Linked DNA regions of Gossypium arboreum: region 1 is linked to region 2. Evidence: chromatin contacts called from public Hi-C data. All regions are on one chromosome and are shown on one strand. Each heading gives the region's core, a stretch centred on a gene start, on an enhancer-like site or on the middle of the called end of the contact. The rest is flanking DNA. Distances are from core to core; before and after follow the strand shown.

Region 1 (5,412 bases), core at 1,170-3,669, 290 kb before region 2:
ATCAGTTGCAGCAATGGTACCAATGCGGAGCCCTGCTGCTGGATCCTCTGCTGGGGCATCTACCGGTAGTGGTTGGGGTGGTCCAACCAATGAAGGCAGTTGGAGAGGCCAATCTTCCGACAGGGGGCAATCTTCCACTCCAGGGTCAAGAACTGGTAAGTTTTGAAACATTTAAGATGAAATTTTGGACACAAGATCTTTTCATTAGTTAATTTCGGTGAAGAACTTTTCATTTGTTTATAGTAGTGAGTAAAAGTTCATTCTAAATGCTAGTCCTTTTATTGTATGCGTTTTGTACATTCAAGTGTATTTTCGTTTTGAGTTGCTCGTCTCCTTTTTGTCTAACGTTTAGCTGGTTTGTTTGGTATAAGGGCGAAACGATTACAGAAATAGCAGTAGTCGAGATGGGCATCCAAGTGGTGCACCACGGCCCTATGGTGGACGGGGACGTGGTAGGGGTTCATATAATAGCAGCAGGGGACATAATGAGGGGCAGGATTCATCATACAATGGAACTCCGAAACGGGATTCAGGTAACAAAAAAGGGGAAGATGGTTGGGGTAATTTCCCAGGTGCTAAAGTTCAAAACTCTCCAGGTAGGGAAGCTTTCCCTGGTGGTTGGGGTGGCAGTGCCGGAACCCAAAGTGGCAGTGGCAGTGGCAGTGGTTGGCAATGACAAAGGTGATTTGGACTGCTGACTGGTCCCCAAAGGTAGTAATATTATTATCTACTTGGAGGATAGCTGTAGTGTTAGGTGTAGGGGGTTTAGTTTTGAATTCACAATTGAAATTATTGCTTTGCTTGCTGACTGAATAATAAACTGAAACATGTAGTTGTAGTTATAGTGTATTTGTACATGTATAAATTGGATCAAAAAGATACATCTGATACGACCAATGTATCTTTTTAGTTTTTTCTTTGGCATGAACATTCATTTTTCAGTATTTTGATCTTCTTGTAACAATAGTACTCATGTTCTCACGAATGGAAACCTGAAATTTGTCTCTATATCATCTCCCTGACTAGATTATTTGATTGACTATTTCATTTCTCCCATTTTTTTACAAGAAGAGTTTCCCTAGATGGGGATTTTCCACTTGCCTCGAGAGTTTGAACTCAAAAGTGCCTAAATGAGGATTATCCACTTGCTCTCCTGAGAGTTTGAACTCTGAAGTGGTTTTATTGCTAGACATTCTTTTACCACAAGCATCTAAAAATTATATAATACAATATTATTATTACTATGTATTTAATGTCGTATGATATAATATTTTTTTATATTATTATGTATTTAATGTAAAAAATTATATAAAATAATATTCTTACTTTATTTTATTATGTAGCTAAAGTAATATGAAAATTACATGTATAATATATTAAAAGATCTTAATGACAAATATACAAAATTAACATTTAATTTCTTAAATAATATGAACGAATGGTAGAGATGAAATTGACTCGATTCAGATCGAATTTGGAGAAAAATCATGGTTACCATACAATAAAATAAAATTGATGTCAAATTCACCGGTCCATGTCAGTTCAATTAGTCGGCTTTTATTATTATCCTTTAGAATAAGTTTTATACAGTAGTATTTTAAAGTTATTTTTATTAATTTAAATACAGAATATTTATTTTATTTTTTAAAAATAATTATATACTAAGTAAAAGACAGTTTTCAATTCCGTTTGGATAGTTAAGATTTAGATTCATATTTCCAATCAAATTATTAAAATATATAAATTAATATAACACTTAAAGTTTATTCCAACCTAATTCAAGCATGAATATCACTCAAACTGAGAAATTATTTTATGTATTCTTTTCGTCACATCATTTATGATTTCGTTCAATTAAAAGAGAACATATTATTTTTAATTTGAAAGTTTAGTCTAAATGTACATTTGATGTGAAAAAATGTTGATGTATCCTCTTCTACTTAGATGGGACCATGGATGATATGGTGAAAAGGGTCTATAAAATAATTCCTGAAGCTACATTTAAAATTTTTTGTGGATTTAATTAATATATTTTAAGCTATTTATTGAGTTAAGTTATGTTATTACATGTATAATTTTATGTCGTATTATTATTTTTATATATTATTTTAAAAAATCAGTTAATAGATTTAAATACCGATTCTTGTTTGTATCAAGATTAAAATTTTGAAATTTGAAAATTATAAAAACTAAAAATGATCTAATTCGAGAACATAATTTACACTTAATACATTATTAATAGTAAAATTTAACCAAACAAAATTAATTACTACGGTTTGAATTTAGATTACAATTGAAATTTCAAATTTCGGAAAGTGTATTAAAATAACATTTAAATTAAATTTTTTACCAAAAAACAAAGTGATAAATTGAAGTGCAGAGTAGAGGGACTAATATCAGCAATTAACCCTTATAAAAACCCTTGATTTCCATTTGCTGTAAATAGTGAGTGAGCCGAAGCCCTGCAGTAAGTGGGCTGCTTCTTCAGTTGCTTAAACGCTGAACCAATATTCCCAAGGATGGCGAAAATCCCTCTCAGAAATCTGCTTTCACTCATCCAAAAACGCTTCCTTCATACCCACCCTACCCTTTCTTCTATTTCAAAGCCCCGCCCTTCAAGCTCTGCTCTTCCACTCTCCAAACGCCTCATAATACCCCGAGACGCCGCCCCTGAATCCTTATCCCTCTTCAAAAATTTGGAATCTTACGGATTCAACACTACCCAAATCGCCACATTGGTCGAAAAAAGCCCCGAAATCGTGCATTCCAGATTTAACTCAAAGTTTAAGCCCAGGCTCGAGTATCTAATCGAAAAGGGTTTTAAAGGTAAGCTTTTGCCTGAATTCATTCTATCGAATCCTTTGATTCTTTCTCGAAGCTTGGATGCTCAGATTAAGCATCTTTAGAGTTTTTATCCTAATTTTTGAAAGCTGATGAAATCCCGGTAGCTATTAGACGATCGTCTTCATAGTTGTTGACTTTGAATCTGAATTCCATTGTGCGACGAAATGTTGAGTTGATGATTAGTGAAGGAGTTGCTGCTAGTAGGATATCGAAATTGTTAGTATTACAACCTAGGGTCATTTTGTAAAGCCATGCTCGAATGGTTTACGCCATTAAAACCATTAAAGAAATCGGTCTAGAGCCGGCAGAATCTAGGTTTATACATGCTCTTAGGGTTATTTGTTCAGTTAGCAACGCTAATTGGAAGAAACAAGTTGAAGCATTTATGAGCCTAGGATGGAGTAAAGAGGAAATTTTTATTACTTTAAGGAAATACCCTCTTTGTTAGTATTACAACCTAGGGTCATTTTGCAAAGCCATGCTCGAATGGTTTACGCCATTAAAACCATTAAAGAAATCGGTCTAGAGCCGGCAGAATCTAGGTTTATACATGCTCTTAGGGTTATTTGTTCAGTTAGCAACGCTAATTGGAAGAAAAAAGTTGAAGCATTTATGAGCCTAGGATGGAGTAAAGAGGAAATTTTTATTACTTTAAGGAAATACCCTCTTTGTTAGTATTACAACCTAGGGTCATTTTGCAAAGCCATGCTCGAATGGTTTACGCCATTAAAACCATTAAAGAAATCGGTCTAGAGCCGGCAGAATCTAGGTTTATACATGCTCTTAGGGTTATTTGTTCAGTTAGCAACGCTAATTGGAAGAAAAAAGTTGAAGCATTTATGAGCCTAGGATGGAGTAAAGAGGAAATTTTTATTACTTTAAGGAAATACCCTCTTTGTTTAGCTTGTTCCAAAAGGAAACTCCGGTTTTTGATGGATTTTTATGTGAATATAATGAAGTTGGATGCCAAACAATTAAATCGTACCCGAAATTGCTTCTGTTTTCGGCTGATAAACGGATTGTTGCCAGGTATAAGGTTTTGAAGGTTTTGGAGTCGATGAAACTTATCAAAGAAGGTAAGAAGATTGTTTGGATTATGACATTGTCTGAACATGATTTTTTGGAGCAATATATAACTAAGAACAAGGACAAAATTCCAGGTTTGTTGGATTTGTACCAGCAGGCTAAGAAGAGAAAAACAAGCGGGGACAAGAGTAAAACAATTGATCCTGTATCAGCAAGTTTAACTTTGTAGTTCATAGTTGTCCAGATCTATGTTACTCAGATTCAGGGTGAGTGCCTGCTGCTGATTATGTGTTCTGATATGGGTAAGTTTTTCAATATATTTGTTGGACCGTATTTATATAACCATGTATGTTAAGAAAAGGAAAACCAGCAGGGGGCAAGAATGAGGCAACTAATCCCAAAATCAGCAAGTTTGACTCTAGTTTGTAGTTGCCTAGACATGTGTTACTCATGTCGGATACTGAATATGTGACCGGTATGGTAAGATTTTCGATATATTTGAAAGATGGTACTCTTACAACCATGTTCAACCAAACACAAATGCTACAGGTGGGTACTTTAGGAACATGAAGTATCCGGGCCATATAGACCTATGGACATTCCTGTTTGACCGGTTCTAAAATGTATTCGTGGTATTCATATTTTCATTGCCTAATATGATTTTTGTGGCCATTATATTTTTTGTTTTTTTCTTTTGTGGATCGTACTCTTTGTTATATTATGACCTTGATTGCCTGAAAAACTCATAATTTTGTCCTGCCAATTCGTGTTTTCTTATCTTGTTCTTGTATTATTCAATAAGTTATGTTATATTTATATAACTTTTGATTGGTTAGTATTTGTACTGTATAGATTTTACTAATGTTTGTGTATCTGCTGTGTCATGTGGTGTTTTAGTTGTGTTTTCTTTTTCGTGCTGCATCATGTTAACCGTGTTCAGCATTGCCAGAATCCTATTGGGATAATTCATTGTTTCAACATTGTCAAGGTCCAAAATTCTAATTAGGCCAATCAAGTATAGTCTAGATGTATTTAGGGATGACAAAGAAAAAACCCGAATCTGACCCAATTAGTTAGAGTTGCATTCTTTTTAGAAATCGGGTTTGGAGCGGGGTGGGCTGGGTGAAATTAAAAAATATATATAATGGGGTTGGGCTCAGGTTTGAGGTAAATCCACTCGTCCTACTTTGCAATATTTACTAAAATACCCCTGATATATATATATATATATATTAAGTTTTTGCTTCAATAAAAAATTATGTATATATTAAGTTTTAGGTCTAAGCTCAAAAAATTTAATCTTAGTTTCTTCAAAATGCAAATTAAAACAATTAAAAAATGTGATCTTAATTGTTTCAAAATAAAAATAGGAAATTAAATTAAATTCAAATATGGTTGGGGTGGAGTCGAGTTTTCTATTAAAATCTTTTTGGAGAGGTAGCTTCACACCTATGGATGTTTGAGTTTAAAGTGCATATCAATGTCTTTAAGTTTTCTGTGCGCTTTTGAAATCATATGATATGATTATTGTACTTTGATACT
Region 2 (5,193 bases), core at 1,486-3,985:
TCTCAAATCGTGTTAGAGAATAAGATATAAATTGTTTTGTTTCGCCGTGTTAAGAGACAATAGAGGGCACAACAAAGTTCAAGAGGAGAGTCACATTATGCTCCAATCATATAAATATATAAAATGGTAATGATGACCGGAACAATTGCACAATGCCAGGTCAACAACCATAAATTTGTAAAATAGCAATGAATGAAGCCCCGGAAAAGAAATTCAACACTAATTCAATTAAAGAAAGAACTAAGAAGACAAACAGGAAATCTATAAACCATGCATCATGCAGCTTACGTCAGTCAGGCATAAGAAGGCCAAGCATGACGGTGGCTCGGATCAAATGATAAAGATGACGAGTGTCAAGCTTCACAAATTGGGTGATTAAAGAATTAGAAATCACAAGCAAACAGAGGCTTGACCCCCAATCACAGATATGAAGACTGGCATTAACCATTTAGTAAATGAACCCTTAAGATCTAGTAATCTTACAAGATAACAGATTCATTCTTGTGATCATTAAAACGAGACAATAAAAGATAAGAGAAAACCTATACAATCATACTTCTTAAAAGAGATAAGATGTGGTTGGAATTTCACCATTCTAAAAAAATAAACTGAAAGACCATAACATTTCATATAGATGAAACTCAAATCAATCACTTAACCGTCCCTCTTTGATTACTATGTTCATGGTGGTATAAGGCAAGGATTCTATAAGTTTGAGGGTTCACAGTGGATGATGAAAAGAGTTAGAACAAGCTGAAGGGAGTTCCTAACCAACCGTGCCCTGCCCAACCTCTGCAAATACACACAATTACAATCCAAAACTGCTGGCAATAATATTCTCCAACAAAACAGTGAATATAATCAAGGGAGAAAGCCACAGTTAGTCCCTAATTTGACAACTTTTCTCAACTTAGTCCCTAAACTTTTTCTTGGTCCACATTAGTCTTGGAACTTGGAAACTTTTCCCAATTTTGGTCCATGTGATGACATGACACTCCGATATTATGCCATGTCATCACATAAAAATTTATATTTTTTTCTAAAATTTTAGGTGATGGCATGGCACAATCTTAAAGTGCCACATCATCTCAATGACCAAATTGGGGAAAAAATTACTAAGTTCAGGGACCAAGTAGGAAAAAGTTTCCAATTTTAGGGATTAAATGTTGACTTATCCCTATAATCAACTATACCACTCATCAAAACTACAGAAACACTTTTAAGACTATAGTAATTACATCTTCCAAGGGACTAGATCTTTTCCTTTCTTACAAATAGAAATCAGCAACCTCATGTTATAAGAACATAGAAATATAAAAAACGGAGACATTCCAGATTACAGAAGCACTCAAAACAAAACGTGATAAATTGTTTTAAGTTTAACCATTATGTCAGATTTTATATGAAAAAAAGCGGCACAAGGCAAATTCTTGGACTATATCAGCAATTAGGCTCCAAATACAAAACCTTCTTGGAACATATATGAGAACCTAATTACACCAAAACATACTTCCTAAAGATTCAGAAATTCAAATAAACACAAACACATATACACAATACATAACACTCAATTCAACCCTGAACAGGTTTTGGAAGAGCACTGCCTAAAACATGTTTGATGCAAGAAGCATTCCACAGAGAGCCAAGGATTTCGAATGGTTTTGTTAATCACAACCAGCACACTGCATTCATATCATACTGGAATCTGAAAGAAAATATGAAGGGATAAAGAAATAGGGAAGAAGACAACTAGAAGTAAGAACTTGAGTAACTTGAGAACACTTTGAAACCAATGCTCAATCATACTTTGAAAGCAATGCCGAGGATGTTATCCAACACCAATTTTGCAGAAAACAAGGACTGAGTTGAAGAAAAATCAAGTATAAGATTCATGAGGACGAAAATTAAATCAACTTGATTACAATCTCTAGAAAAACTAAGTTTATTAATCCCAATGCTCAGCAAGACATTTGTATTAGAACTTTGCTAACTAGTTAAAGCTAACAACCCATCCAAATATCTAAGTTATCAACATGCATTCACCGGTTCGACCCGGACCCCAATAAAATCGGCATGGCCAAGCCACAAACTATAACCAAGCTTAGCACCTAACTTTCACACAAGTGCAAGCATTTAAAAATCAACAATTTGGCATTGATTTTCAGCGAATTAATTTCTAAATTACTCTAAAAGAGTCCACACTGAGACTAACCCATCAGCTTCTTTACTAATATTGATCAAATAAAACAAACCCATTTCTCATCCCATTAAAATTAAACAACCAACAAATTAAAAAAAAAAAAACAAAATAATCAACCAAAAACACCAAAGAAAAAGAAACTCGTATTATTGAATGGTTTACACTTGATATAAGCAATCAAAAAAAAAATAAAAGAGATAACGAGAGAGAGAGGAAAAGAAAGAAACCAGTGAATTGTGATTCAAGAGTGAAAGTAACAATCTATCACCGGTGAGGAGGCTGATCTGCTCGGCGAGTGGGATGAAACACGACGTCCTTAAGAAGATGCTGTAGGCGTTAAGTAAATGTGACGGTGCATTGGGGAAGCTTTTTTTTTTGTTAGGGTTTTCTTTTTTTAACTTTTTGCTGTTGTTTTTCTTTTGATTCATTCTTTTTAATTTTTTTTCTCGAGGGAAAATAAAAAATAAAAATAAAAAAGGGAATGGGGTCAAAAATTTTCTCGGGGTGTAGGCACTTTCTCGAAGACCAAACGCGTGTAGAGAAAAGTTCAGTAATTGATAACATTTTTGCTAAAGTGAAACTGGAATTTCTCGGGAGACTGTGAAGGTCCTATCACAATCTTCCACGTCACTCCTAGAATTGGCAATAGACTGATAGAGTAACCTACTTTCTTTCAAAATTACAATTTCTATTATTTTTTTATTTTTCTATATAGTACCCAAATCTTTTTTTTTTTCAACAAATTAATCCATATCCAACCTGAAGTAGTCTTTTTGTTCGAAGGCAAATTTTACGCGTAAGACAAGAGAAAACCTTTCCAAGTTAAAAGAGGCAAAATAACTTAACATAGTTTATTTTATTGTTAAATTCGACTATTAGTCCCTACATTTTTATAAAAATTGTGTATTTAATCTTTATACTTTAATTTGATCATTTTTAATTTTTGTACTTTTTAAAATTTAAAATTTCAATACATACCAAATGATAATTGTTAAATTCATTAAGGGTTACTATTTTCAAAATCTAATGCGATAAGTGTAACGTTATATCAACTTGTTATTTTCGCATGTTAACCACGGACTATCATTTGGATCAAGATAAAATTTCAAAATTCAAAAGTAGAAAGACTTAGCATGATTTAATTAGAAAATATGGACTAAATCTATAATTGTATGCATAGTATAATATTAGTCATAATATGAAAGTAGGAGAACTAAAATTGACCAATTTAAAATACACAAACTAAAATTAATCGAATTAATTTATAAAAACTAAATTCATAACTTTCACAAAGTAGAAGACTACGACTAGAATTTAACCTTTCTTTTACCAACTTTTGTTTAATTGCTCTGTCCGAAAAAGGTTTAACCTCCACTTTTTAATTCGTGCATCATTATTATATCACTTAAATAAATTATTAATTCGTACCCAACCAATTTGTATTCATGTAAAATCATATCTCCTTTTTTTTTAATATAATGTCACTTTTTACCATAATATTACCATGAAAGTGGTTTGGAATTGGTCGCAATCATTAAATAAGTTTAGCAACATTTTTGTCTTTGCTCTGCAAGTTTTTACAAGCTTTTCAACTGATACCATTTTGCAAAAATAGTAAAAACTATGATTGAATTGAGAAAAAATTATATAATTTTAAATATTATATCAAAAAATATAATAAAATTATTAAAAATAAAAAATAATAACCAAGCAACAAGCATTGATGTAATAGGCCGAATGCATCGATTAGTTAAGACATCAAATCAAATTAGGCAACAAAATATAATGAATTGCCATAACTCATAATAATCTAATCAAACTTGGCAATACAATATGGGTTTAAATAATCATAACCAAATATTCATGCTTGCTTCATCATATAATTACCATGACATACATACTTCCCATTTTCAATTTTATAATATGTTTTTTTATATCATGTAAATATTAAAAAATGCTAAATTATTTATATTTAAAATTTTCATAAATATTTATAATTGTTGAACTTAAATAAAAATTATGTTTTTAAAGAGATCGCAAGTACAGTCACAAATAATAAATATTGGATAAACTATATTTAAGACCAACTCAATGCAAAACACGATCCAGCTCCAGAAATAAATCAGAATAAATCGAACCTAAGCCATAAAAATCCCAAAGCCTCAACCTTTATAGGCAAAACAACACGTGTATATATATATATATATATAAACGGGTCTAAATGGATTTAGATCAACTATTTACAAATATGAACAATAAAATTTGAGTCTCATATTTCAAGTTAGGCTAGGAATGCCAAACATGGGCCTAGAATGAACCTAGCCTAACCAACCCTGTTTGACAGTTGTATATATAAAGAAATTGCATCATGCAAGTAGGACTCAATCATATAAATACCTAATTTTTAGGGTTTAGAATATTACTCCCATTGGAAGAAGAATCATATAAATACCATGACTACAAGCACTGAATTAAGGACAAATGCCTTACTGCAGATTTCAAGTTCATGTACCTTGAAGGGTTTTTCTACTTGGCATGTTGCTTCGATCAGTAGGTGCAATTTGCCCCTGCTCAAAGTGCAATGTTAGTATACCCCATCCTCATTAAAAGAAAAAAGAGATAACAAAGTCTCAAGGCAATATCTAATAAACCTCACTGCAATTGGGTGATAAAGAGTTTAGCTCCCAAGAACATAAGTAACACAGCATGAACTTGATGCATTGAAGTAAAAAGCTGATAAGTTAAACAACCAGTGATACAACAAAATAAGGGATCATTCATTTACATACAAATCATGTCAAAAGATAAGATAACATAAGAATACAAAAAGTAAATGCTTCTTTTAGCATTCTTCAATGTCTGCTTCTATTCCAGTTTTCCTCACCAATGCAAGTCTACTAAAGAGCCCAAATTCATTATGAAAAAGAGAGAAGGCTGCACATTTTTCACATCATAATAATAAATTTTCCCATATGAATAGGATAAAAGGAAAC

What was found. A called contact is a pair of places that touch in the nucleus more often than the background predicts.
Region 1: a Hi-C map of leaf shows a contact between it and region 2, with 2.9 times the contacts expected there. The contact joins the promoter of LOC108480120 here to the promoter of LOC108461696 in region 2. A contact is called at or near these places in 2 of 5 Hi-C or Micro-C datasets (both in leaf).

The regions. Positions count from the first base shown.
Region 1 is chr10:118,234,060-118,239,471 of ASM2569848v2, reverse strand. LOC108480120 reads left to right here and starts at 2,419. Exons shown (of 3, transcript XR_008271707.1): 1 at 2,419-2,826. It overlaps LOC108450561 (transcription elongation factor SPT6 homolog), which reads left to right. Exons shown (of 18, transcript XM_053019625.1): 16 at 1-155; 17 at 372-533; 18 at 597-1,008. The coding sequence ends at 676.
Region 2 is chr10:117,939,819-117,945,011 of ASM2569848v2, reverse strand. LOC108461696 reads right to left here and starts at 2,735. Exons shown (of 3, transcript XM_017761612.2): 1 at 2,428-2,735. It overlaps LOC108461095 (protein ELC-like), which reads right to left. Exons shown (of 1, transcript XM_017760790.2): 1 at 4,957-5,193.